Linked DNA regions of Mus musculus: all the other regions are linked to region 4. Evidence: chromatin contacts called from public HiChIP or PLAC-seq and promoter capture Hi-C data. All regions are on one chromosome and are shown on one strand. The core of a region is the stretch at or near the end of the contact, and the rest is flanking DNA. Distances in the headings are between cores, read along the strand shown. Region 1 holds the start of Celsr3 (cadherin, EGF LAG seven-pass G-type receptor 3). Region 2 holds the start of Epm2aip1 (EPM2A (laforin) interacting protein 1). Region 3 holds the start of Prkar2a (protein kinase, cAMP dependent regulatory, type II alpha). Region 4 holds the start of Camp (cathelicidin antimicrobial peptide).

The links. Promoter capture Hi-C pulls out the DNA fragments that hold promoters and counts their contacts. HiChIP or PLAC-seq counts read pairs in DNA pulled down with a chosen protein or histone mark.
Region 1: an H3K4me3 HiChIP or PLAC-seq map of embryonic forebrain shows a contact between it and region 4, with 8 times the contacts expected there. The contact joins the promoter of Celsr3 here to the promoter of Camp in region 4. A contact is called at or near these places in 6 of 39 promoter capture datasets (cranial neural crest, embryonic stem cells, hippocampal neurons and 3 more), 2 of 115 datasets of contacts at active chromatin or transcription factors (embryonic forebrain and pro-B cells) and 2 of 9 other capture datasets (adipose tissue and liver).
Region 2: a contact with region 4 is called in a promoter capture Hi-C map of neutrophils, with 3 times the contacts expected there. The contact joins the promoter of Epm2aip1 here to the promoter of Camp in region 4. A contact is called at or near these places in 5 of 39 promoter capture datasets (the 3T3-L1 cell line, liver, neutrophils and 1 more) and 2 of 115 datasets of contacts at active chromatin or transcription factors (double positive thymocytes and regulatory T cell precursor).
Region 3: a contact with region 4 is called in a promoter capture Hi-C map of the HPC-7 cell line, with 4 times the contacts expected there. The contact joins the promoter of Prkar2a here to the promoter of Camp in region 4. A contact is called at or near these places in 4 of 39 promoter capture datasets (the HPC-7 cell line, hippocampal neurons, liver and 1 more).

The regions. Positions count from the first base shown.
Region 1 is chr9:108,823,734-108,830,197 of GRCm38.p6, forward strand. Celsr3 (cadherin, EGF LAG seven-pass G-type receptor 3) reads left to right here and starts at 2,312. Exons shown (of 36, transcript NM_001359572.1): 1 at 2,312-6,307. The coding sequence starts at 2,587. It overlaps Gm35025 (a long non-coding RNA gene), which reads right to left and starts at 2,387. Exons shown (of 2, transcript XR_871161.3): 1 at 749-2,387; 2 at 1-632.
Region 2 is chr9:111,268,324-111,274,666 of GRCm38.p6, forward strand. It overlaps Epm2aip1 (EPM2A (laforin) interacting protein 1), which reads left to right and starts at 3,522. Exons shown (of 1, transcript NM_175266.4): 1 at 3,522-6,343. The coding sequence starts at 3,638. The coding sequence ends at 5,458. It overlaps Mlh1 (mutL homolog 1), which reads right to left and starts at 3,285. Exons shown (of 19, transcript NM_026810.2): 1 at 3,086-3,285. The coding sequence starts at 3,201.
Region 3 is chr9:108,690,284-108,696,161 of GRCm38.p6, forward strand. Prkar2a (protein kinase, cAMP dependent regulatory, type II alpha) reads left to right here and starts at 1,860. Exons shown (of 11, transcript NM_008924.3): 1 at 1,860-2,429. The coding sequence starts at 2,174.
Region 4 is chr9:109,846,943-109,852,741 of GRCm38.p6, forward strand. It overlaps Camp (cathelicidin antimicrobial peptide), which reads right to left and starts at 2,514. Exons shown (of 4, transcript NM_009921.2): 1 at 2,301-2,514; 2 at 1,659-1,766; 3 at 1,450-1,521; 4 at 435-639. The coding sequence starts at 2,492. The coding sequence ends at 493.

The DNA of each region.
Region 1 (6,464 bases), core at 1,062-3,561, 1.0 Mb before region 4:
CCAGAGTCTCTCTTTTGTTTATGGTGCTGGGGATTGAGCTCAGGGCCTTGATGTGCAGAATGTGCACACATTCTACAAGGAAATTCTAACAGAAAAGATAGGTCCCGTGAAGCTCTCATCACTACTGTCTGGTCTTGCCTCACATCAAATCTGCGTCTCTGAGACCTGCGTAGACCCTGCAATTGGAACTATTGAGAAGGCCACCTGGAGGTCTTACTTGTTCCTAGGAGGTAGGGACAAAGCTGGTCTTGGAAGCAGAGGGAGGAACCAACAGCATTTCATTTGAAAGTGTGGATGGTTGTCAGAGGACAACTTTGTGGGGTCGGTCTTCCACTCTTACATGGGATCCAGGGATCAAACTCGGGCGTTCAAGCTTGGACACCAAGCACCTTCACCAGCTGAACCTCCTTTAGGCTCCTCATTTTTCTCTTTCCAGGAAGTGCATTGGGAGCGACTACTGTGGGTTGGACACAGAAGTGAGGATATGTGAGAAAACAAGGTGAGGGAACGGCTTACCAACAGCAGCCACAAACGGGGGAAAAGTGGGAGACAGTCTCACGCCCGCAGCCGCCTCGAATGTCGTCTCTAGTAGACGCCACGGAGACGTCAAAGGTGGAGGCCAGTCACCAGCCCTGCATGAGGGGAAAACGGAACGATTTCCCTCAGCCAAGGTGCCTTACTTAACACATCTGCCCACGCGGCAAGAGCCGGGATGGCATCCTAAAAGTGCTGCTCAGGCAACTCGTACCGGAAGTCCAGATCCCTAAGGTCATTCAGGGGTCTCCTCTGTGATTCCAGCTGGTTTCCTCCTTGTTCAACCTGAGATTTGCGCTTTCCACTAGCTAGTCTGTGGACCCACAGAGCGGCGGGCGCTTCAAAACCAGGTCCCGCTCCTCTCTTCTCTAGTCAGGAACTACAATCCTACGGAGTACTTTCTTTAGTGCCGCTGTACATAGTCCACCTACACGCACAAATGGTGTATCTGTCACGGAACTCTGACTTGAGTCTTAAGACTTAACGACCCCAAACACTACAGCTGATACCCATGGGTCAGATCACAGCAGCCTCGTCCAGTGCAACCCGAGTGAGCCAAACCTCCCCGAAGCAAAGAAACCCAGGAGCGAGAGAATGCGTTGATTGGTTGCTGGTGATGTCATAGCTACCATTTGGGGGCGGGCCAGAGGTCTTGGCCAGGAGTTCTTGGACTGTTTGAAGTAGTAACCACTCAGCCGGGGGAACCGCACCCAGGGCAATGTTCTGGGGTCCTAGGCCTGACTCCTGTCTCGGTGTCAGAATGAATGAGTCCCCTGCACCTTGCGTTGCAGCTCATCACCGATGCCAAGTTTGGAGGCTGATCAATATAGCGCGTCTTTTGGATTATTTCTGCTGGCTAGCGTGGAACCCGCGAGGCCCTCCTACCTCCCGCATACAATGGAGTCCTCCGAGAGGGGCGGGGTCTCCCATTGTGCCAATAGAAACAATGACACTCTAATTGGAATGCGCCGCCTTTCTCTAGGATTCTGTGACGTCTGTTGCGCCACATCTAGCTATTGGTTGGTTGAGATGCGCGCGTGCCAGGAGTTGGACGGAAAGCTAGACTGGACCAGGACTAGGGAGAACTGAGCTTCTGTCGGGTTCTTCAAGGGGTTAAAGGATGCAGTTGTCGCAGGCGAGGGGGCGGAGATCTGAGGAAGCTGGGTCCACAGTTGTACAACCCTGGGTTCCACGTGGCATCTCAGAACACTGGAAAGAACCATAGCCTAGAGAGACGTGGTGTCTCTCCCAAGTCTGGGAGACCGCTAGTGACTCTCGTGGCGGAGAAGAGTTGGCTTCTCTTCCTGTCTCAGAAGGGTCGTTTTCAGATCCTGTTCTGTAGGAGCAAACAAGGAGATTTTTGCGACATGTTTCTCATAAGTTAAACTTGTTAATAAACAGTTAACGCTATTGTTTGAACCAGGCCGGTGTCTGGCCATTATTTTCACAGTCCCAGGATTCTATATGGTAACCCTTCCCAGACCGATGACAGCACATTTTCAAACCAAAATGGGTGTTAGGGCTCGGAACTAGCGCTCTAAAGGGAGACGAGATTCTCGGTCTGAAGAAAGACTAGGAAGCCACGCTGGAATAGCGCACTAGGATGAGAGGGAGGGCGGTGGCAGAGTAGCGGAGAAACTCCCAGCTCCGTTCAGCACCGTGGGCAGCACTTCTGTTCTCAATAAAGATGGCGGTAACGGCTTCAGTCGCCAGAACTGCCATGCGCGACGGGCTGTACCACCAGGTTTGGGGCATCGGGGCGGAGGTGGAGCAAACCATCGGAGCGGCCGGGAGCCATGTTGGAGCGTCGGGAGGCGGCAGCGGCGTCGGGGATGCTGTGGTGGGGGCGGCAAAAGCCGGGGCCGTATGCCAAAGGGGCTCTGGCCGCGGAGTAGATGGTGCCCAGAGAGCAGTGGCGGCGCGGAGCGACGGGCAGAGGGGCGGAGGGCCGGGGCGGCGGCAGGGGCCCAGGAGGGGGCCAGAGCAGCGGGGCGGGCCCAAGGCCCGGACCCGGGCGGGGGGCGGCGGAGGCCGTGACGGGAGGCGGGGGTGATGGCGAGGCGGCCTCTATGGTGGGGTCTCCCGGGACCGTCGACCCCGGTACTACTGCTCCTTCTCCTCTCTTTGTTCCCTTTTAGCCGGGAGGAGCTGGGGGGCGGTGGGGACCAGGACTGGGACCCAGGGGTTGCTACTACTACTGGGCCAAGAGCGCAAATCGGCAGTGGAGCCGTAGCTCTTTGTCCCGAATCTCCCGGCGTCTGGGAAGATGGAGATCCTGGCCTGGGGGTCAGGGAGCCTGTCTTCATGAGGCTCCGAGTAGGTAGGCAAAACGCCCGGAATGGTCGAGGGGCCCCTGAGCAACCAAACGCGGAGGTGGTGGTCCAGGCATTGGGTAGTCGCGAGCAAGAGGCAGGTCAGGGTCCAGGGTATCTGTTATGTTGGCACCCAGAGATCTCCTCTTGTGGGCGGACAGGGCCTTTACGAAGAGGTAGCCTGCCACTCGATGCTCTGTCCCCAGGGGATTCTGATCTGAGGAACAGCTCTCCTCACCCTTCAGAACTTCTGGCTCAGCCTGATGGCTCCAGGCCAGTGGCCTTCCAGCGTAATGCTAGGAGAAGCATCCGCAAAAGAGTGGAAACCTCTCGCTGCTGCGGGAAGCTGTGGGAGCCAGGACACAAGGGTCAGGGTGAGAGATCCGCGACTTCCACAGTGGACAGGGGACCCTTTCGGCGGGACTGCCTCCCCGGCTCTTTAGGATCTGGCCTGGGGGAGGATTCAGCACCACGTGCTGTGAGGACAGCTCCTACGCCGGGTTCAGCACCTCGCGAGTCTCGGACAGCTCCCGGGCGCATGCGCTCCCGCGGTCTCTTCCGCCGCCGTTTCCTCTTTGAGCGCCCTGGGCCGCGCCCTCCCGGGTTTCCGACTGGTCCTGAAGCCAAGCAAATACTCTCAACTAACCAGGCTCGTCCTCGTCGTGCTGCAAACCGCCACCCGCAGTTTCCTCAATACAACTACCAGACACTGGTACCTGAAAATGAGGCAGCGGGCACATCAGTACTGCGCGTGGTGGCACAAGACCCGGACCCAGGCGAGGCCGGGCGCCTCATCTACTCGCTGGCGGCGCTCATGAACAGCCGCTCGCTGGAGCTTTTCAGTATTGATCCTCAGAGTGGCCTCATCCGCACGGCTGCCGCTCTGGATCGTGAGAGTATGGAACGCCACTACCTTCGAGTAACAGCACAGGACCACGGCTCACCGCGCCTCTCAGCTACCACCATGGTGGCGGTGACAGTAGCTGACCGCAACGATCACGCGCCAGTGTTTGAGCAAGCCCAGTATCGGGAAACACTTCGTGAGAATGTGGAAGAAGGTTACCCCATCCTGCAGTTGCGTGCCACCGACGGCGACGCGCCACCTAACGCCAACCTGCGCTACCGCTTCGTGGGATCGCCAGCTGTGCGCACCGCAGCCGCCGCTGCTTTCGAGATTGATCCACGTTCGGGTCTTATCAGCACCAGTGGCCGCGTGGACAGGGAACACATGGAAAGCTATGAGCTAGTAGTAGAGGCTAGTGACCAGGGCCAGGAGCCTGGGCCACGTTCAGCCACCGTGCGAGTGCACATAACTGTGCTGGATGAGAATGATAATGCGCCCCAGTTCAGCGAGAAGCGCTATGTGGCACAGGTGCGTGAGGATGTGCGCCCTCACACGGTGGTGCTACGTGTCACGGCCACGGACAAGGACAAGGATGCCAATGGTTTGGTGCATTATAACATTATCAGCGGCAACAGCCGGGGCCATTTTGCCATCGACAGTCTCACGGGTGAGATACAGGTAATGGCACCCCTGGACTTTGAGGCAGAGAGAGAGTACGCTTTGCGAATCCGGGCACAAGATGCAGGCCGGCCACCTTTGTCCAACAACACGGGCCTGGCAAGCATCCAGGTGGTAGACATCAATGACCATGCTCCTATCTTTGTCAGCACACCCTTTCAGGTCTCTGTTTTGGAAAATGCACCCCTGGGTCACTCAGTAATTCACATTCAAGCAGTGGATGCAGATCATGGGGAGAACTCCAGGTTAGAGTATTCTCTAACTGGTGTGGCATCAGACACACCCTTTGTGATAAACAGTGCCACTGGCTGGGTCTCTGTGAGCGGTCCCCTGGACCGTGAATCTGTGGAACATTACTTTTTTGGTGTGGAGGCTCGAGACCATGGTTCACCCCCACTCTCTGCTTCAGCCAGTGTCACCGTAACTGTGTTGGATGTCAATGACAATCGGCCTGAGTTCACCATGAAAGAGTACCACCTTCGGCTCAATGAGGACGCAGCTGTAGGCACCAGTGTGGTCAGTGTGACTGCGGTAGATCGAGATGCTAACAGCGCCATCAGCTACCAAATCACGGGTGGCAACACTCGGAACCGATTTGCCATCAGCACCCAGGGTGGTGTGGGCCTGGTGACACTGGCTCTGCCGCTGGATTACAAGCAGGAACGCTACTTCAAGCTGGTGCTTACTGCATCTGATCGTGCCCTTCATGACCACTGCTATGTGCATATCAACATCACAGATGCCAACACACACAGGCCTGTCTTTCAAAGTGCCCACTACTCGGTGAGCATGAATGAAGACCGCCCAGTGGGTAGCACTGTGGTGGTCATCAGTGCTTCTGATGATGACGTAGGTGAAAATGCCCGCATCACCTACCTTCTGGAAGACAACCTGCCCCAGTTCCGAATTGATGCTGACTCTGGGGCCATTACGCTGCAAGCTCCATTGGACTATGAGGACCAAGTGACCTATACACTGGCCATAACCGCTCGGGACAATGGTATACCACAGAAAGCAGATACCACCTACGTGGAGGTAATGGTAAATGATGTGAATGACAATGCTCCTCAGTTTGTGGCCTCTCACTATACAGGCCTGGTCTCCGAGGATGCGCCACCTTTCACTAGTGTCCTGCAGATCTCAGCCACTGACAGGGATGCCCATGCCAATGGCCGCGTCCAGTACACTTTCCAGAATGGGGAAGACGGGGATGGGGATTTTACCATTGAGCCCACCTCTGGCATTGTCAGGACTGTGAGGCGACTGGACCGGGAAGCAGTGCCAGTGTATGAGCTGACTGCCTACGCAGTGGACCGTGGTGTGCCCCCACTGAGGACTCCAGTCAGCATCCAGGTGACTGTACAGGACGTAAACGACAACGCACCCGTCTTCCCAGCTGAGGAGTTTGAAGTGAGGGTGAAGGAGAACAGCATCGTAGGATCCGTGGTGGCTCAGATCACCGCAGTGGACCCCGATGATGGCCCCAACGCTCATATAATGTACCAGATTGTGGAAGGGAACATCCCCGAGTTGTTCCAAATGGATATCTTCTCTGGAGAGCTCACAGCACTCATTGACCTGGATTATGAGGCTCGTCAGGAATATGTGATTGTGGTGCAGGCCACATCTGCTCCTCTGGTCAGCCGGGCCACTGTACATGTGCGCCTAGTCGACCAGAATGACAACAGCCCTGTGCTGAACAACTTCCAGATTCTCTTTAACAACTATGTATCCAACCGCTCCGACACTTTCCCCTCAGGCATCATTGGGCGAATCCCAGCTTATGACCCGGATGTCTCTGACCACCTCTTTTACTCCTTTGAGAGGGGCAATGAACTGCAGCTGCTGGTGGTCAACCGGACCAGTGGGGAGCTTCGACTCAGCAGGAAGTTGGACAACAACCGCCCACTAGTGGCCTCCATGCTGGTAACTGTAACAGGTGAGGGGTGCTGGGTAGGCAAGTAACCTAACAATCTTAACTTGTCAGGGTTCAAACAGAATCCCAAAGTGATGAGTTCTCGTACCCAGTAAGACCTCAGAGATTCTATTTAGGTTCTTGGACAGTCTTTACAGAACCCTAAAGGTTCTGAGGCATC
Region 2 (6,343 bases), core at 2,272-4,771, 1.4 Mb after region 4:
AAAAAATTTGGTCAGTTGCAACTACTCTGATGCACATATTGTAATATCAACCACTCTGATGCACATACTGTGATATCAACCACTGTGATGCACATACTGTAATATCAACCACTGTGATGCACATACTGTGATATCAACCACTGTGATGCACATACTGTGATATCAACCACTGTGATGCACATACTGTGATATCAACCACTGTGATGCACATACTGTGATATCAACCACTGTGATGCACATACTGTGATATCAACCACTGTGATGCACATACTGTGATATCAACCACTGTGATGCACATACTGTGATATCAACCACTGTGATGCACATACTGTGATATCAACCACTGTGATGCACATACTGTGATATCAACCACTGTGATGCACATACTGTGATATCAACCACTGTGATGCACATACTGTGATATCAACCACTGTGATGCACATACTGTGATATCAACCACTGTGATGCACATACTGTGATATCAACCACTGTGATGCACATACTGTGATATCAACCACTCTGATGCACATACTGTGATATCAACCACTGTGATGCACATACTGTGATATCAACCACTGTGATGCACATACTGTGATATCAACCACTGTGATGCACATACTGTGATATCAACCACTCTGATGCACATACTGTGATATCAACCACTCTGATGCACATACTGTGATATCAACCACTGTGATGCACATACTGTGATATCAACCACTGTGATGCACATACTGTGATATCAACCACTGTGATGCACATACTGTAATATCAACCACTGTGATGCACATACTGTGATATCAACCACTGTGATGCACATACTGTGATATCAACCACTGTGATGCACATACTGTGATATCAACCACTCTGATGAACATACTGTGATATCAACCACTCTGATGCACATACTGTAATATCATCTACTCTGATGCACATATTGTAATATCAACTACTCTGATGCATATACTGTAACATCAAATTTCAAACAAACACAGTGTTTGACTTGCATGCTTTCTCTGTCTTACAAGCTCAATGTGGGTACTGTATGAATGTACACCCTGCGTAAGTGGCAAGGACAGAGCACATTTCTGTCCCTGTAGGGCAGTCCTTTCAGCACAAGTGTCTCTTACTCTCATTTCAACTACGTTTACTGTTATAACAACTCTAATCAGTCTCTGGTTTCTAAGTGACTCTAATAAACATCATTTAAAAATGCAGTTTTCCTCAACACATTCATGATGAAGCAAAGAAAAACTGCCATGCAGAAATTTCTTTAAGAGACTTAAGGAGCTGGAACCTGGAGAGATGGCTTAGCCATTAAGAGTCCTGGCTGCTCTTCCAGAGTTCATTCCTAGCATCCACATGGTAGCTGTAGCTCCAGCTACAGAGGACCTGACTCCCTCTCTGGTCTCTGAGAGCAATCGATGTACATGGTGCAGAGACATACATGCAGGTAAAACATCCCCACAAATAAAATGAAAATTTAAAATGAAAGAAGATGCTAATAGGGACTACAAAATGTCTGAGTGGGCGAAAGCACCTGGCACCAACCAAGGACCTGAGTTCAATCCCTGGGACCCACATGATGGAAGGAGAGAATCAAAGTTGTCCTCTGACCTTCACAAGTGTGTTGTACACACAATCCCTATCACACAAATAAGTAAACAAAATAAACTAAATTAAAAAGAGGAAAATATCTTTAAAAGAATGAAACTCTTGTATTTTCAGAGCAGCCTATGCTCATAGAATATCTACCACAGGAAACAAATTTGACCTGGGGCTACATGAAAAATGGAAGCTTTCAACTCCTCTCAGGAAAATGCCTTTTTTAAAAACAAGAAGCCAGTAAGTTACTTAAGTAATAAACTTTTCTTAGCACCTCTGTATCAAAAACCTCGACTTAAATATTTAAGTAGGATCTGTGCATAATCTCTGCTTGCATGCGTTGCTATGCTACTTTTAAGCTTAGTTTTTTATTGTAGGTGATTCAGGCATAGTACAATTAAGTGAACAAGTTCTCCAGGTCATCCTAACACAGTAAAAGCAAAACCTATCCTAGGGCAGCCTATTGACACCAAATCAAATGTCCGAGGGCTCCCTGCTCCTTCCTCTGGTTATCTCTTCAGTTTCCTTTCCTCCCTGTGGCAGTGGTTCTCAACCTTCTTAAAACTGGGACCCATTGTTACATTGTGGTGACTCTTAACTATAAAATTATTTTGTTGCTACTTCATAACTGCAATTTTGCTATTGCTCTGAATTGTAATGTAAATATCAGAATTTCACGATGGTCTTAGGTGACTCCTGCATAAAGGTCTTTGGACCCCAAAGAGGGCCTGAGGTCATTTATCTCAGTGTCATCGTTCTGAATGCTTTGTCTTTTCAGTGCACTTCTGAACATTTGTCTTCTTTGGCTTTCACAACCATCAACTGATATTAACACAAAGTCCTTATGTACACAGTGTCCTTTTTGAACTTATTTGGTGGTGTGTCTACTTTGGGGTATACTATTCACTGTGCCTATTAAAGGTTAAACAGTACACGTTTAACTTCTCCCCTCCACAACCTGACGGGTCTAAGTCTCAGATGCAGGTCTAAGTCTCAGACTAGGGTCACTCACTAATTTGACAAGAGGAGAGTCAGAAAAAAAGCCCCATGTCCTGATACGTCTGAATAAAACTCAGAAGAAACTGTGCCTTGGATGTGTAGGGATTATTCCGGGAATGAATGATAAACCTAAAATGGCACACTCTGAAGACTGTTTCTCTTCCACCCTTACACATTCACACATCGTCAGCCGCGCATCTTCGTTGTATGTAACGTGGCGGCGAGCCGCATACTCCAGGAAGATACCATTAAACCAATACCACGCGTGCTTCCCCTACTTGCGACCCAAACAGGTCTCGCGCAAGTCGTGAGGACCTTCGGCCGTGTGCATAATGGGAAACCAGCCTGGCACGCGCAGGGTCCCTGTGCCCGATGCCCCCACGGTCCCCGTGCTCGGTGCCCCGCACGGTGGCCGACTGCAGCAGGTGGGTCGGCCCGCCCCGGCTCTCAGTCGGGGAACTCGGCTCCGCTCCCTCCGTACCAGTTTTCTATCATCTCTTTGATAGCATTGGCCGGCCGCTGAATGACTTCCCCCGCCGCTATGCGGTTCACTACCGTCTCGTCCAGACGCCGAATAACTCCTGCTACAAACGCCATATTGGCGCCCGAGTTCCCAGTCAGCCAATCACTCGAGCTCCTCACGCTCAAGTTCTTCCTTCAGCTTCGGCCGACTGCAGTCCTGCGCCGTCTTCCCAGCGGCAAGTGCTGATTGGGCAGCATGAATGCCAGTCAAGCGCTTTTACACGTCAGTTCCTGGGATCTCTGTCCCGCTCTAAACAGCGGCCCGACACCAGGCTAGAAGGCAACGCGCTTGCGCGTCAAAGTTCACGGTCCGCTCTTCCTATTGGCTCATTTCTGAGAGCTGAGGGAATACGAAATCTCCAGCCAATAGGAACGGAGGTGCCCTGGCGGAGGCTGGTGCACCCCTGCTCGGGTGATCTGGCGCAGAACCCAGGGGGTGCTTGGCGTTCGTCGGGCTCCTCCCCGTTTGCTGCGGCCTCAGAGCTCGGCGTTCTCCTGTGGCCTCCGCAGAATGTGGATGACGCCCAAGAGGATTAGGATGGAAGTCGACGAGGCTCTGGTGTTCCGGCCCGAGTGGACCCAGCGATACCTGGTGGTGGAGCCTGCGGAGGGTGACGGGGCCCTGTGCCTGGTGTGTCGCCGCCTGGTCGCCTCTACTCGGGAACGCGACGTGAGGCGCCACTACGAGGCCGAGCACGAATTCTACGAGCGGTTTGTAGGGGACGAGGAACGCGCGGCCCTGGTCGAGCGTCTGCGGCAGGGTGACATGTCTTTGGCCGCCGTGCTCACTCCGGAGGAGAGAGCGACCCGGGCAGGCCTCGGCCTCTGCCGCTTCTTGGCCTTGAAGGGTCGCGGCTGGGGTGAGGGTGACTTCGTACACCAGTGCATGGAGGTGTTGCTGAGAGAGGTGCTGCCGGATCACGTCGGCGTCCTGGAAGGCATTGACTTGTCTCCAGAGATCACACGGCAGAGGATTCTGAGCATTGACAGCAACCTCCGCAGCCAGCTGTTTAACCGAGCCAGGGACTTTAAGGCCTATTCCCTTGCTTTGGATGACCAGGCTTTTGTGGCCTATGAGAACTACCTGCTGGTCTTCATCCGTGGCGTCGGCCGCGACCTGGAGGTGCAAGAAGATCTTCTGACGATTATCAACCTGACTCATCACTTCAGTGTTGGGGCTCTCATGTCGGCAATTCTGGAAGCCCTGCAGACAGCAGGGCTCAGCTTACAGCGAATGGTTGGACTGACCACGACCCACACTTTAAGGATGATCGGCGAGAACTCCGGACTGGTCTCCTACATGAGAGAGAAGGCCGTGAGTCCCAACTGTTGGAACGTAATCCACTATTCGGGATTTCTTCACTTGGAACTGTTGAGTTCTTATGATGTTGATATTAATCAGATCATAAATACCATATCTGAATGGGTAGTTATGATTAAGACCAGAGGTGTTAGGCGACCGGAGTTTCAGCCTCTACTAACTGAGTCTGAGTCAGAGCATGGTGAAAGAGTTAACGGACGGTGTTTGAACAACTGGCTGAGAAGAGGCAAAACGTTAAAACTAATATTTTCACTAAGAAAAGAAATCGAGGCGTTCTTGGTCTCAGTGGGGGCAACAACAGTTCATTTCTCAGACAAGCAGTGGCTTTGTGATTTTGGTTTCTTGGTAGATATTATGGACTATCTTCGAGAGATCAGTGAAGAACTGCAGATCAGTAAAGTCTTTGCTGCTGCTGCCTTTGAACGCATCTGCACCTTTGAGGGTAAGCTGAGTTCACTTCAGAGACATATGGAGGAAGTAAATCTAACAGACTTTCCTGCCTTCAGTATAATCGTTGATGAACTTAAACAGCAGTTTAAGGAAGATCAAAAAATATTTGATCCTGACAGGTATCAAATGGTGATCTCCCGCCTACAGAAAGATTTTGAGAGACATTTTAAGGACCTCAGGTTCATTAAAAAGGACTTAGAACTTTTCTCAAATCCATTTAGCTTTAAACCGGAATATGCGCCTATTTCTGTAAGAGTGGAGCTAACAAAACTTCAGGCCAACACTGACCTGTGGAATGAGTACAGAGTCAAAGACTTGGGACAGTTTTATGCAGGACTGTCTGGTGAAGCTTACCCAATTATCAAAGGGGTTGCCTATAAGGTGGCATCCTTATTTGATAGTAACCAGATCTGTGATAAGGCTTTTGCATATTTAACTCGAAACCAGCACACATTGAGCCAGCCACTGACGGATGAGCATCTCCAAGCACTGTTTCGAGTTGCCACAACTGAAATGGATCCTCGTTGGGATGATCTTGTGAGAGAAAGAAATGATTCGTAAGCCGTTGTGGTCCAAGAAGTTGATTTGAAAAGGGAAAATTAATTTGATTTTTCTTTCACATTTCCTCATTTGGATGGTTGGAAAGCATTGAACTTACTACAGATGTTCAAATTGATAAGCATTGAAATCTTTCTGACAAGTTGCCTTTCTCCATCTCATTTGGCAACATGGGACTGACTGAAGCATAAGAATACCACCTTTAAAAAACTTAGTTTAATGGAAAAGTCATTGTTCTTTCCTTTTATTATTACTGATTTTCAACAAATTTAGTATTGATATTGTCAGTTGAACTAGAAGTCTGGTTTTAAAATGGTTTAAAGATATATGCCAAAAGTTTCAGCTCTTATTTTGACACAGTGGAAAGTGTGACACGTGGTTTGAAATGACCAACTCCTTAAAAGTGTATTTGAGCCAGTTTACAGAAACTCACATATCAAATTAAGTTTCTGAAAAGGAATAGCATAAACACAGTGGAGGTATTTTATCTAGATAACAGAATTTAAGATTATTTTTTAAAGCATATTTCTAAGTAAATACAATCCCCCCATCCCCACCTACCCAGTTGATGGTGACATTACGGATGGAGGAAGTAATCAATTTGGTGTTGGAGCAGCAAGAATTATTTTAAATTCCTGATTTAGGAGTTTCTTACTATCAGGAGTTAAGAATAACCAATTATTGGTGGTTTGCTCCTTATTTTTTCACAGCTGGAGCAATTTTTTCAGCTCATCTATCAAAGGACCATGGTAAGTATGGAATCTTGATCACTGCCAGTCAGTAATTTTTTTTTCCCTGCTCTAGACAGAACTTTGGCCCTATCCAAACAGTAAAGGGGAAAGACTTTTACACTTCAAGATCAGGAGTTCTGAAGGTTTTAGCTCGTTT
Region 3 (5,878 bases), core at 610-3,109, 1.2 Mb before region 4:
ACATGTAAGACATGATAATGTGGGAAGACTGGAACTTGGAGTTGTGAATTTACCTTTCCACAAGCTTGGCTGTAGGGTTGCTTGCAGAGAGGCAATTCCCTTGGTAATATGGTGCAGTGGTGGGGGGGGTCACATCTAGGTTTTTTGGATTGTAATGGCAAGATTTGAATCCTGGAAAACTTTTAAGAGTTGGCTAGACTGGGCCGTGGTGGTGCACATCTAATCCCAGCACTCAGGAGACAGATCTCTGAGTTCAAGGTCAACCTGCTCTAAAAAGTGAGTTCCAGAACAGCCAGGACTACACAGAGAAATCCTGTTTTGAAAAACCAAACCAACAACCTCTCCCCTCCTCCCATACCCCCCCAAAAAGAGCCAGTCTGCTCAAGAGAAGACCCATCTCCACTGTGTTGCTTTGCTTTTTTGTTTTTGATTTGAGATAGTTTCATGTAACCCAGGCTAGACTTGAATTATGTAGCAGCTTTGAAAGAAATGATACATATTATGAGACTGAAGTCAGGAGAGCAGTTTCTGCTTCTTTTGTTGCTGAAATGTATCATTTGTTCCTTCTTCATTCATTCATTCATTCATTCAGTCTTCACAAGTATGCTGTCAGTGCCTCCAGCCAGCATGCTGGATACTGCTTCGCCGCCACTCAACATACATTCAGGGACACATAGCTGTTTGTAGTCTCAGGTCTACCTAGCTTACAGCCTGGACTGGCCCCTACATTGAGTACCTCAGTAAGGTGTTCCCCTGTCACCATACACAGCTCAGTTCCCAGCAGCCTGAGGTTTTGGGTTTGTGCCAGGCCTTTATGGGCGGTGCTAGTGGAGATCTTAATTAATACTGGTTAATTACCAGGTGGTGCTTAACAATCCCAATACCCTTCAGGTTCCCAAGCTCACGAGTTGCTGGCTGGTTCCGGCAGGGAGAGGGAGAACAGTATTCTCGCTGGCTCTTTGGCCAGCACCTAGGCTGGATATTCCAGAAAGGTCTGTAACTTCTTTTGTTCAAGTTTGGTGACAGGAGGAAACAAGTTGAGGAACAGCAGGTGCCTCTCTAGTTCACCTCTGCCCTCTTCCCAAAGGCAAAAGACAACACGGTCTGTGGTCTGCTCAACTTCACCAAGTAGTGTGGCCCAGGGTTGAGTGGGGAGGAAGGAGGACTCTAAGTCTAGGCCTGAAGACCAAGATGGAAGTGTCCAAAAGGAGGAACAAGCCCCGAGGTCTGTCCAGCTCCTGGCATTATTCTGCTTTCTTACTGCCCACAATCGGCTGAGCGAGCTCTTTCAGGGTTATTTCTCTGCTTGAGGCTCACAAGTGACTATCTCACTGAAACTTTTACTTCCTACAAAGCCTTCCCCCTTTGACATCTCACGACGTCATATTAGACTCCTTAGGACCTCAGGCAGTCAGGCACGCATCGTTCTACCTGTCAGTCAAGGTGGTTCTTCTGACTTGACTAGGTCTTTGTTCCTGTTGTACAGGACTTTCCTCCAGATCGTTCTCTGGGCAAACCTGCTCAGTACTTTAGGCTTAGCATTAATGTCGTTCCCTAGAGTAAGCCCTCTGGCCCTCCACTAGAGCAGGGGTCAAGGTGAGGTGGTCCTGTGTCACTTCAGTGACCCTGGCACTCCTTTAAGAGGCTCGCAGCATGCTCCGAAAGCATGAGTGAAAGGTTTTTGTGACCAGGCGAGACGCACTAACCAGCCCGCCTCGCAGCCGGGCCACTCTTTCCTCATCTCCGGGGCCTCCCGCACCTTGACCATGGGCTGCTCCGAGAGCGGGAGGCTCAGCGGCGCACGCGCACTCTGGGCCAGCTCCTGGCCGGGGACGCGCACGCCCGCGGCCGCGTGCGTCACAACCCGGGCGCCTGCCGCGCCCGTCCAGCTTGCCTGCCCGGCGGTCCCCGCGGCGGCGGCGGCGCGGCGGCGGCAGCGGCGGCGGCTGCGGCCGGGTGACAACAGCAGCGGCGCCAGGCTGGCTTGCTAGCGGAAGGGTCGCGCGGCCCGCACAACAAACTCAGACCCGGCCAGAATAAGGCGCGACGCGAGGAAGGCCGAGACGGGCCGCGCGGGAGACCGCGGGCGCGGAGTGACAGGCCGGCGTGAGGGAGCGCGCAGGTTGCAGCCGCCGGCCGCCCGGACCCGCCGGGCCCCTCGGACGTCGCAGGCATGAGCCACATCCAGATCCCCGCGGGGCTCACGGAGCTGCTGCAGGGCTACACCGTGGAGGTGCTTCGGCAGCAGCCGCCCGACCTCGTCGACTTCGCGGTGGAGTACTTCACACGCCTGCGCGAGGCCCGCCGCCAGGAATCAGACACGTTCATCGTCTCCCCGACGACCTTTCACACGCAGGAGTCCAGCGCAGTCCCCGTCATCGAGGAGGACGGGGAGAGTGACTCGGACTCGGAAGATGCCGATCTGGAAGGTAGGCGGGCGGGGCAAGGCCGAGGTGCGATGTGGGCACCGAGTGAAGGGTTCAGGGAGGGACCCGAGGGCCGACCAGGGGTGCCCTGGGCTCGGCTCCCGGCCTTACCCTGGGCCGAGACCCGAGAGCTCTCCAGCCCAGCTGCTTGGGTTCCCCGGCGTGTGAGCATTCCAAATTGAGCTCCGCGGTTCTCTGAGCCCGAGCGTTCACGGAGAGTGATTTGTCAGATTCTGCCTTGAATGAAGCGTGCGCGTTCTTTGGTCCGCGTGGTGGCGCGGAGCTTGAGTCGGTCCCGCCAGAAGCTGCTCTGCCTCTTTGCCTTAGACCCCATAGCCTGCTTGCTTTCCGAAGACAAGAGCACCAGCACCCGGCAGCTCGCCCCGAATAAACCGGATGATCATTTCATTTGCAAAGAATTCCGTTTTGGAAGAGTTATTGCTGAAAACTGTTGGAGACGAGGCCGATCGCCTTGATTAAGCAGGAACTCAGTAGGTAGTTCAAGCTGACCTCGAACTTGGGGTCAACTATCTACCTCTGCCTCAATGAAAACCTTATAAGCATACACATAAGAGGAACGATGAGCTGAGCCCCTCCCTAAATGCTGTCACTCACATTCAGTAGCTGAACCTCCTCCCCCAATACTGCCTGCCGCTCACATTCAACAGTTATCAATATTTTCACTATTGTTTTACCTATATATATATTTCCTCTCTCCCTTTGCTCAAGTATGTAAAGGAAATTTCAGTTATGCCATTTTATTCGTGTCCAGTTAATTATGCGTTCCTCCTTCTCTTCCTCCTCCTCCTCCTCCAAGTTTCGATATGGTTAAAACAATTGAATCAAACTGGCGAGCATAATCAATACCTCGATTCCAGTGTTGATTGCAGGGAAGTATACAAGTAACATTCTACTCATTTGATTTAAGTAAGACTGTCAAAGAGCAATTTTATTTCCTCGGTTGCTTCCACTTATGCTTTATTAACATAATAGAGTTAGCCTGCTTTAATTGTTTTAATTTTAATTAATCCCCCCCCCCTTTTTTTTGAGACAAAGTCTCACTGTGTAGCCTTGGATGATGTAGACCAAATTGGCTTTGACCTCATGAGATCTGCCTGCCTCTGCCTCCTGAGTAGTGCTGGGATTAAAAATGGGCAATCTATGCCCAACACCGGCAGATTTATTTTTCTTTATGTGTTTGTCTATCTGCCTCATGTATATGCATACTATATTAGGCAGCTCTCAGGCCAAAAGAGGATACAGATGGTTGAAAGCCACCATGTAGGTGCTGGGAATTAAAACAGCATTCCTTAGAAGAGCAGCCTGTGGCTTTAAGCACTGAGCCATCTCACTAGCCCTTTTATTTTCTGTTCCAGCGCTGAGCCTCCCTTCAGAGTATTAATGAGCGCAGGACTCCCACTTGGAATAATAAACTCTGGAGTTGGATGACAGCGATGGCTATCTTTTTGTCAGCTTTGCTGTGTTGCAAGGTTGTTTGCAGACTCCTGGCTCCTGCCTGCAAGTGTTCTTCCCTCTTTAACTTTTCTTTGGTTGCCTTCTGCTTTTGGTTGGATTTTGTACTTGCAACTGTTCCTTATTTGGCTATGCTACATTGTATCAGCGGTTAGTGGTCATTTGGAGGTTTCTACTTTGTGGGTAGAGGGAATGTGCTGCTCTAGACTCTGGGACAGGGTTACTTTGTAGGTGTGTGTTTCCATTATTCTTGAATCTATACCCAGAAATACTAAGCCCTCCCTCCCCCTTTTTTTTCCTTATAGATAGGGTTTGAGAACTGAGCTCAGGCCTGAACTTTGTATTCTTCTGCCTCAGCTTCCCCAGTGCTGAGATTGAAGATGTGCATCACCACTCCAGCCCAGGCTCCTCTTTTTCTTCTTTTTAAAGATGTATTTATTTTATGTATATGAGTACACTTGCTGGGAATTGAACTCAATACCGCTGGAAGAGCAGTCAGTGCTCTTAACCACTGAGCCATCTTTCTAGCCCTCTTTTTTTTTTTTTTTTTTTTTTGACAGGGCTTCTCTGTGTAGCACTGTCTGTCCTGGAACTCACTACTTCCTGAGTGCTTGGGTTACAAAGTGTGGGGCATCAGATCTGGTTTTCCTCTTTAGGTTAGTCTTATGGGTTCTGTTCTTTGGGGTCAGATTATTGAGGCTTCTTGTCTGTTGGCTCCATGACCATAGTTAGTAAGTGATTTCTCTTTTTGTTTCCAATCCAAGTGTCTAAGGCTCAGTGTATCTGCTTGCAAAACAAACATTACCTGCTTGGTAATGTTCCAGAGTTGTTTTGTTTAGATCCTCAGATGGTTCTGAGTTTGGTTCATTTCGGTGCACACCAGATTTTAAAAGTGGCTTGTAGACTGGGTGTGGTGATGTACACTTGTAATCCCAGCGTTTGGGAGGCAGAGGCAAAGGGTTTCATAAATTTGAGGCCAATTAGCTCTACATAGTAAGTTCAGGCCGTCTGGGGCTACATAACAAGACCCAAAAGAGAAGGGGGGGGGGAATTTAATAAAATGATTGAACATTACTAGTCTTGTATATATTCTTTTAAAAATATTTTTATTATTTTAAATTATAGTATACACATGAGTGCTGGTTCCTACAGAAGCCAGAGGCTGTGGATCTCCCTGGAGCTGGAGTTGCAGCGGCTTTTGAGTCCCCTGATATGGTTGGGTGCTAGGAACTGAACTTGGGTTCTTTATAAAAACAGCGCATGCTCTTATGCTCTTAACCACTGAGTATCTCTGTGGCTTGGTCTTAGCTATCTCTGTAAAGATCTCTGAGATATCATTATGTTGCCCAGGCTGGTTGAAATGATCAGATCTCCTGGACTTAAATGGATCTTACTGCCTCAATCTCCTTAGCTGAGCCCCCAGGGAGACAGACAGACAGACAGACAGACAGTCACACACACAGATAACAGAGGTCAACCTTTTGTCACTTTTCAGGAGTTGGTTTTCTTTCTTTCTTTCTTTCTTTCTTTCTTTCTTTCTTTCTTTCTTTCTTTCACAAATTTTATTAGCCTAGAGCTCACATAGGCTGGTCTGTGAGGCCACCAAACTCCGAAGATCCCTCTGTCTGTCTTTTCAGTGCTACAATGACAAGTGCCTACCACCAGGCCTGGCTTTCCTATGTAGATTCTGGTGTAGACTGCCGGTCCTTATGTGAACAGCTGAACTCTCTACCCAGCCGCTTTTTTTTTTTTTTTCCAGACAGGGTTTCTCTGTATAGCCCGGGCTGTCCTGGAACTCACTCTGTAGACCAGGCTGGCCTCGAACTCAGAAATCCGCCTGCCTCTGCCTCCCAAGTGCTGGGATTAAAGGCGTATGCCACCACGCCCCGCTCTTTTTTTTTTAATTTATTTATTTATTATATGTAAGTACACTGTAGCTGTCTTCAGACACTCCAGAAGAAGGAATCAGTCAGATCTCG
Region 4 (5,799 bases), core at 1,264-3,763:
AACTCACTCTATAGGCCAGACTAGCCTTGAACCCAGAGATCCACCTGCTTCTGACTTCCAAGTTCTGGAATTAAAGGTGTGGACTACCCAGCTAATAGATTTTTTGCAGGGGTCGGGATGGGGAATGGGTTTCAAAACAGGGTTTTTCTGTGTATCCTTGGCTATCTTACAACTTGCTCTGTAGACCAGGCTGACCTCAGACTCAGAGATCCACCTGCCTTTACCCCCCAAGGTCTGGGATTAAAGATGAGCACTCCCACTGCCCAGCTATAAATGTAAGTGGAAGACTTGCTGTGTGCCTTACATACACCTCCTGAATGGACAGCTTTCTTCCTCTTTCTCTCACACATAGAGCACATAAGATTATAGCATGTACATGGGCTCAGAAAGCCTCCACAGTTAAAGACTAGATGAATACAAAAGCCACTGAGAGAAGTTTCTTTTACCAAGTTTATTATTTTAGGAATCCAGAAACAGGCCAAGGCAGGCCTACTACTCTGGCTGAGGTACAAGTTTCTGAAAAAAATTCTTAATTTTCTGGCCAATTTTCTTAAGCTTTTCACCAATCTTCTCCCCACCTTTGCGGAGAAGTCCAGCCAGCCGGGAAATTTTCTTGAACCGAAAGGGCTGTGCACCAGGCTGTGTACCAAGAAGAAGTGGGTTTCTTGTGAGGCTGGTCCCAGGGCCACCCAAGTTCCTTCCCCACCTAGACCACACTTCTGGGATACTCCAAGAGCCTCTAGACCCTTTTCAGCCTTTGGGACACGCAGTTGGATCCTTAACCTCAATAAAAGATGAGAACTCGGGGTCTGGGAATAGCAAGGGGCTCCCAAGGATCTGAGAAAACATACTTTTTTCTTTCTTCTTTTTTTTTTTTTTTTTTTTTTGGTTTTTCGAGACAGGGTTTCTCTGTGTAGCCCTGGCTATCCTGGAACTCACTTTATAGACCAGGTTGGCCTCGAACTCAGAAATCCGCCTGCCTCTGCCTCCCGAGTGCTGGGATTTAAGGCGTGCGCCACCGCGCCCGGCTGAGAAGATACTCTTAAGAGAGTGCTCTGTGCTTCAGCGGAATTCGGAATATCCAGCAGGTTGTGTTTGATCCCGGTGAAAAAGTCCTCACCCTGGAGTCCTAACAGTCTTAGCGAGGCCTAAGAATCTGCATCCCTAACTATCTGAGTTCCTATGTAGCCATGTCTGGCCTGGAATTCATTATGTAGATAAGGCTACCCATAGGGATCCTCCCACCTCTGCCTCCCAAGTAAGAGCCAAACTTTTGAGAATCGCTACTTTAAGGGATGACAGAACCAGTCTTAAAGTTCAGGCTCAAGGGAGGAGCCAAGGGGGTTGGGGGGGGGGGCTCTTCTTTCTGCTCTAGGTAGGAATAGGAACTAACTGGTCCGCAGGATAACCCGTGTTCCATCCCCTCACCGTGCCCTGCATCCTACTCACCTCGTTACAGCTGATGTCAAAAGAATCAGCGGCCGGGTTCAGGGTGACTGCCCCCATACACTGCTTCACCACCTTAGAAGGGAAAGCCCATGGTCAAACTAGAATTCATTTGCCATAAGCCCTAAACCCTAGTCTACTGGATGGAAGTCCCTGGGGACTCCTTGACTAGTTCCACAAGAGGGACCCCCACCCCCAGCCCTCTGCCTTACCCCCTGTTCCTTGAAGGCACATTGCTCAGGTAGCTGCCGCTCTGCCTTGCCACATACAGTCTCCTTCACTCGGAACCTCACAGACTTGGGAGTATCTGGATCCTCGTCCTGGTCAGGAGAGAAAGTAAGGAGACTCGTCTCAGGCCCAGTCTCAACTTCAAGGATCGGTTTCTTGACGCGTACCAACATGGTGACCCTCCATCACCACGTGCTGAGTGCTGAGACAGGATCGAGTGCTGAAGTACAGAGGGAAGAGAAAAGGAGCCCCCTCCTTTCTCCCCCCACACACAGTGAATGGGAACAGCCCTCAGCCAGCTATAACGCAGAGCAGCTCCCCTTCTGGAAAAGGACAGGGTCTTAGAGGATCAGGCACGTCCTTGGGAACCTCAAGGCTAGGTAGGGTTCCTCAATGGATATGGAAAAACGAAGAGCAAAGGGAGCCAATCCCAGAGCTAGTGATTCTGCCCCCGACGCCCCTACCCCCGTCCCTGGAATGGAAGCCCCAGGCATCTTGTGCCACAGCAAGTATCCCAAAGGCTGAAAGCCGACAGCCTGGAAAGAGGCACAGATTTATGGAGTTTCTCCTGAGAAAAGGAGAGACGACGCTAAAAGGATTAGATCTTGGCTCTTCCTCTGCCTCACCCCTTGGGGCTCAGGATCCAGGTCCAGGAGACGGTAGAGATTGGTGTCTAGGGACTGCTGGTTGAAGTCATCCACAGCTCGGAGCACAGCATCCCTGTAGCTGGGGGTCTGGGAGAACCCCAGGCCCAGTAGCAGCAGCAGTGATAGTGACCGCCACAGCCACAGGGAGGGGACGTCCCTCTGGAACTGCATGGTTCCCAAGACTGCCTCCTCCAGGCCAGGAGAGCCTCATTTATTCTCATCCTGAACCTGATCCAGCAAAGTTTCAAACAGAAGCCTTCCTGGCCCACCCTGCCCCTGGCTGCCGGCCAGGGTGTGGGGGGGCTAGCGCTTGCTTCAGACTCTCATTGCCTCATGAGACTCTGGGCAGTGAGTGAAGTCAGCTAGCCTGCCAAATGAAGAAATAATTTCCCCATCTTCCTGAGATGGCCTTGGCTTCTCCTGGGCCCCAGAGGGACTATCATATCCAGTATTGCTCAACGGGGTAAAACCCCAAGAAAGGAAGAGAGCCAGTGACTGTCTATTCCTTAGGAGTGAGCCTAGATTTAGTGTTCACTATTTGACTCTCTGGACATTTGAGTAAGTGACAGTGGCCAACCCAACCAGAGACCCTGCCCCACCCCACCCCACCCCCATCCCTCAAGAAAGAAGTTGTCCCTGCCATTCAAGGCCTGTTCTCTGGCTCCGATCCTCAGGGCAGTTGAAGGGTCTGGAAGCACAGGGTCAAGAGGAGGTTGAGACTGGTAACCAAGCATTACCACGTCCTAAGTGATGTGCTAACCAGCCTGTACCAATGTGAACAGTTTGTATGGTGCTGGGACTTGAACCTGGGGCTATGCTTCATCATGGAAGCATGACGGCATCCATGGTACCAATCATGGCTTTCTAGACACATCACCTAGTCCAGCAGCAGCAACCACACCTCTCCTGGATCCTTCTCAGCTGCCTTTCTCAAGACAAAAATGTCCCTATCCTCCTGTAAATGTGGCCTTTAGCCAAAGCCCGGACTACACTGACTCAGTATTTCTGACTTGTTCTTTCCCTTAAAACCCCTGCTGGCCAGGCTTTTCTGGATCCAGTGACTACCCTCAAACTTTGTCTTACTCCATGAGAGCTTAGATTACTCCTCTGTCTCAGGGACCTGTCCCTGCCCTGTCGCCCTCGCTTTGCCTCCAAGGGCTGTTTTCTTAACATTAGAGCTTGAGGGTTACATCTTGGGCCAGTTCTGTCCCTAGGAGTCAGGTCTTCCGAGGCACAGCACCTCTCAGAACATAAGTTACAGTGAGTCGGCTCACAATTGACTGTGAACTTTAGCTCTAGGGGCCCCATTGCCTATGTGACCTGACTCTCTGAGTTCACGGTTCCTATAAATGCAGGAATGGTGGCTCATGCCTATTATGTCAACTGCCAGAAGCCTGAGGCAGGAAGACAACTGTGAGCTCAAAGCCTTACTGGGCTACCAAGTGAGACCCTATTCCAACCCCCCCCCCAAAAAAAGAAATGGGCCTGGGAATATAATCAGTCATAGAGTGATTGACTACAACATACACAGCCCCAGGTTCAAATCCCAGCACCACATAAACTGTTCACGTTGGTACAGGCTGGTAATCGCATCGCTTAGGAAGCGTAGACAGGAAGACCAGAACTTCAAGGTCATCTCTAGCTACATCAAGTTTGAGGCCAACTTGGACTGCAATGAAAGCCTGCCTCAGAAGTAAATAGATACATAGGTAGATAGATAGATAAATTAACATTTAAAGAAATACGTGTCTATGTGAGTGTGTGCCATGTAAATGTGGGTGCCTGGAGCCAGAAGAAGGCAATGGGGCCCCTAGAGCTAAAGTTCACAGTCAATTGTGAGCCTCTCGATGCTGTTAATAGAAACCTACTTGAAATAATATCAAGTGCTGCTTAGCACTGAGCAACCCTCCAATCCAACTTTTTTTTTTTTTTAAGCCATAAGAAAAAAAAAAAGATTCCCATGGGGCCTCGTACCTGATTGCTTAGTACCCACTGCCTGAGTCCAGATCTCAAGGCCAGAAGAGCGACCTAATGATTCCTTCTTCCTCTGGGGACACTCCCCCCTCCTCTCCCACACCCCCACCTGGCTTCGCCCCAGCTTTCCCTCACCTGAGTTGTTATCAAAATCTCTGGATTTCATCTCCCCCAATCATAGAAATCCTCGACACAGCTGGCCAGGGGCTCCCTGACGTCACTGGCGTGGCCATTGGAGCTCCTACTGTCAGCAGCACATACGCCTTCTAGCTCACATCAGGACCTGCGTCCTTCTTTTTTTAATTTTTGTTTTGTTTTGGGTTTTTTTTTTTTTTTTTGGTTTTTGGGTTTTTTTTTCGAGACAGGGTTTCTCTGTGTAGCCCTGGCTGTCCTGGCACTGACTCTGTAGACCAGGCTGGCCTCGAACTCAGAAATCCGCCTGCCTCTGCCTCCTGAGTCCTGGGATTAAAGGCGTGCACCACCAACGCCTGGCGACCTTCTTACCATGACCCTCTTACCTGGAGTCCTTCTTACCATGACCCTCTGCACTTTCAGGTGCCAGAATGCCACACACACCAGCCACTCAACTCACTGCTCTGTTCACTCAGCTTCTGGGTTCCAGGTTTCATGTGGTGGCTATTTCTGTTTATTTGAACTACTGATGCTAAAGTATGTAAGACTGCACTATTTCAATTAAAGTTTTCAGTTTATATTTGGCCTCAATGTAGTTGTAACATTAGGTTGGTCATTTTATTTTATTATTTTGAGACAGGATCTTATGTAGCCCAGGTTAACCTGAAAGTCAATTTTGCTATCACACTAGCTTTTTGTTGGTTTGTCGTGTTTTGTTTAGTGTAAGTGTGTATGTGTTTATGTTGGTGTGTTCGCGCGCGCATGCCGTGTGTGTATGTGTGTGTGTGTGTGTGTGTGTGTAGATTGTTTACATGTGACTCTATGCCCATGAGTACAGCCAATGCTGCCCCCGAGGCTGGAGTTAGAAGTGGTTGTGAGCCACATGGGTGCTGGAAATCAAACTTGGGTCCTGTGCAAGAGCAGCTTATGCTCTACCATTGAGCAATTCCTCCAGCACCTATTGAATCATTTTTTTTAACTGTTTGAGACTATAAATTTCTTGTAGACCTCCACTATCCACACAACCATAAACATCACTTTCCTGAACAAAGGAAGAAAGTAAACATAAGGAATCCAAGGGACTGGAGAGATGGCTCAGTGGTTAAGAGCACCAACTGCTCTTCCAGAGGTCCTGAGTTCAATTCCCAGCAACCACATGGTGGCTCACAACCATCTGTAATGGGATCTTATGCCCTTTTCTGGTATGTCTAAAAGAGAGCAACAGTGTACTCATATACATAAAGTAAAGAAATAAATCTTTTTTTAATTAAGGAAAGAAATTCAAAAAGTACAAGGCATTTATTTCTCAACTGAAATAAAAGGTCACACATTTTAAAAAATTATGAATTGTCCTGGAAAGTTGGGTCGTTAG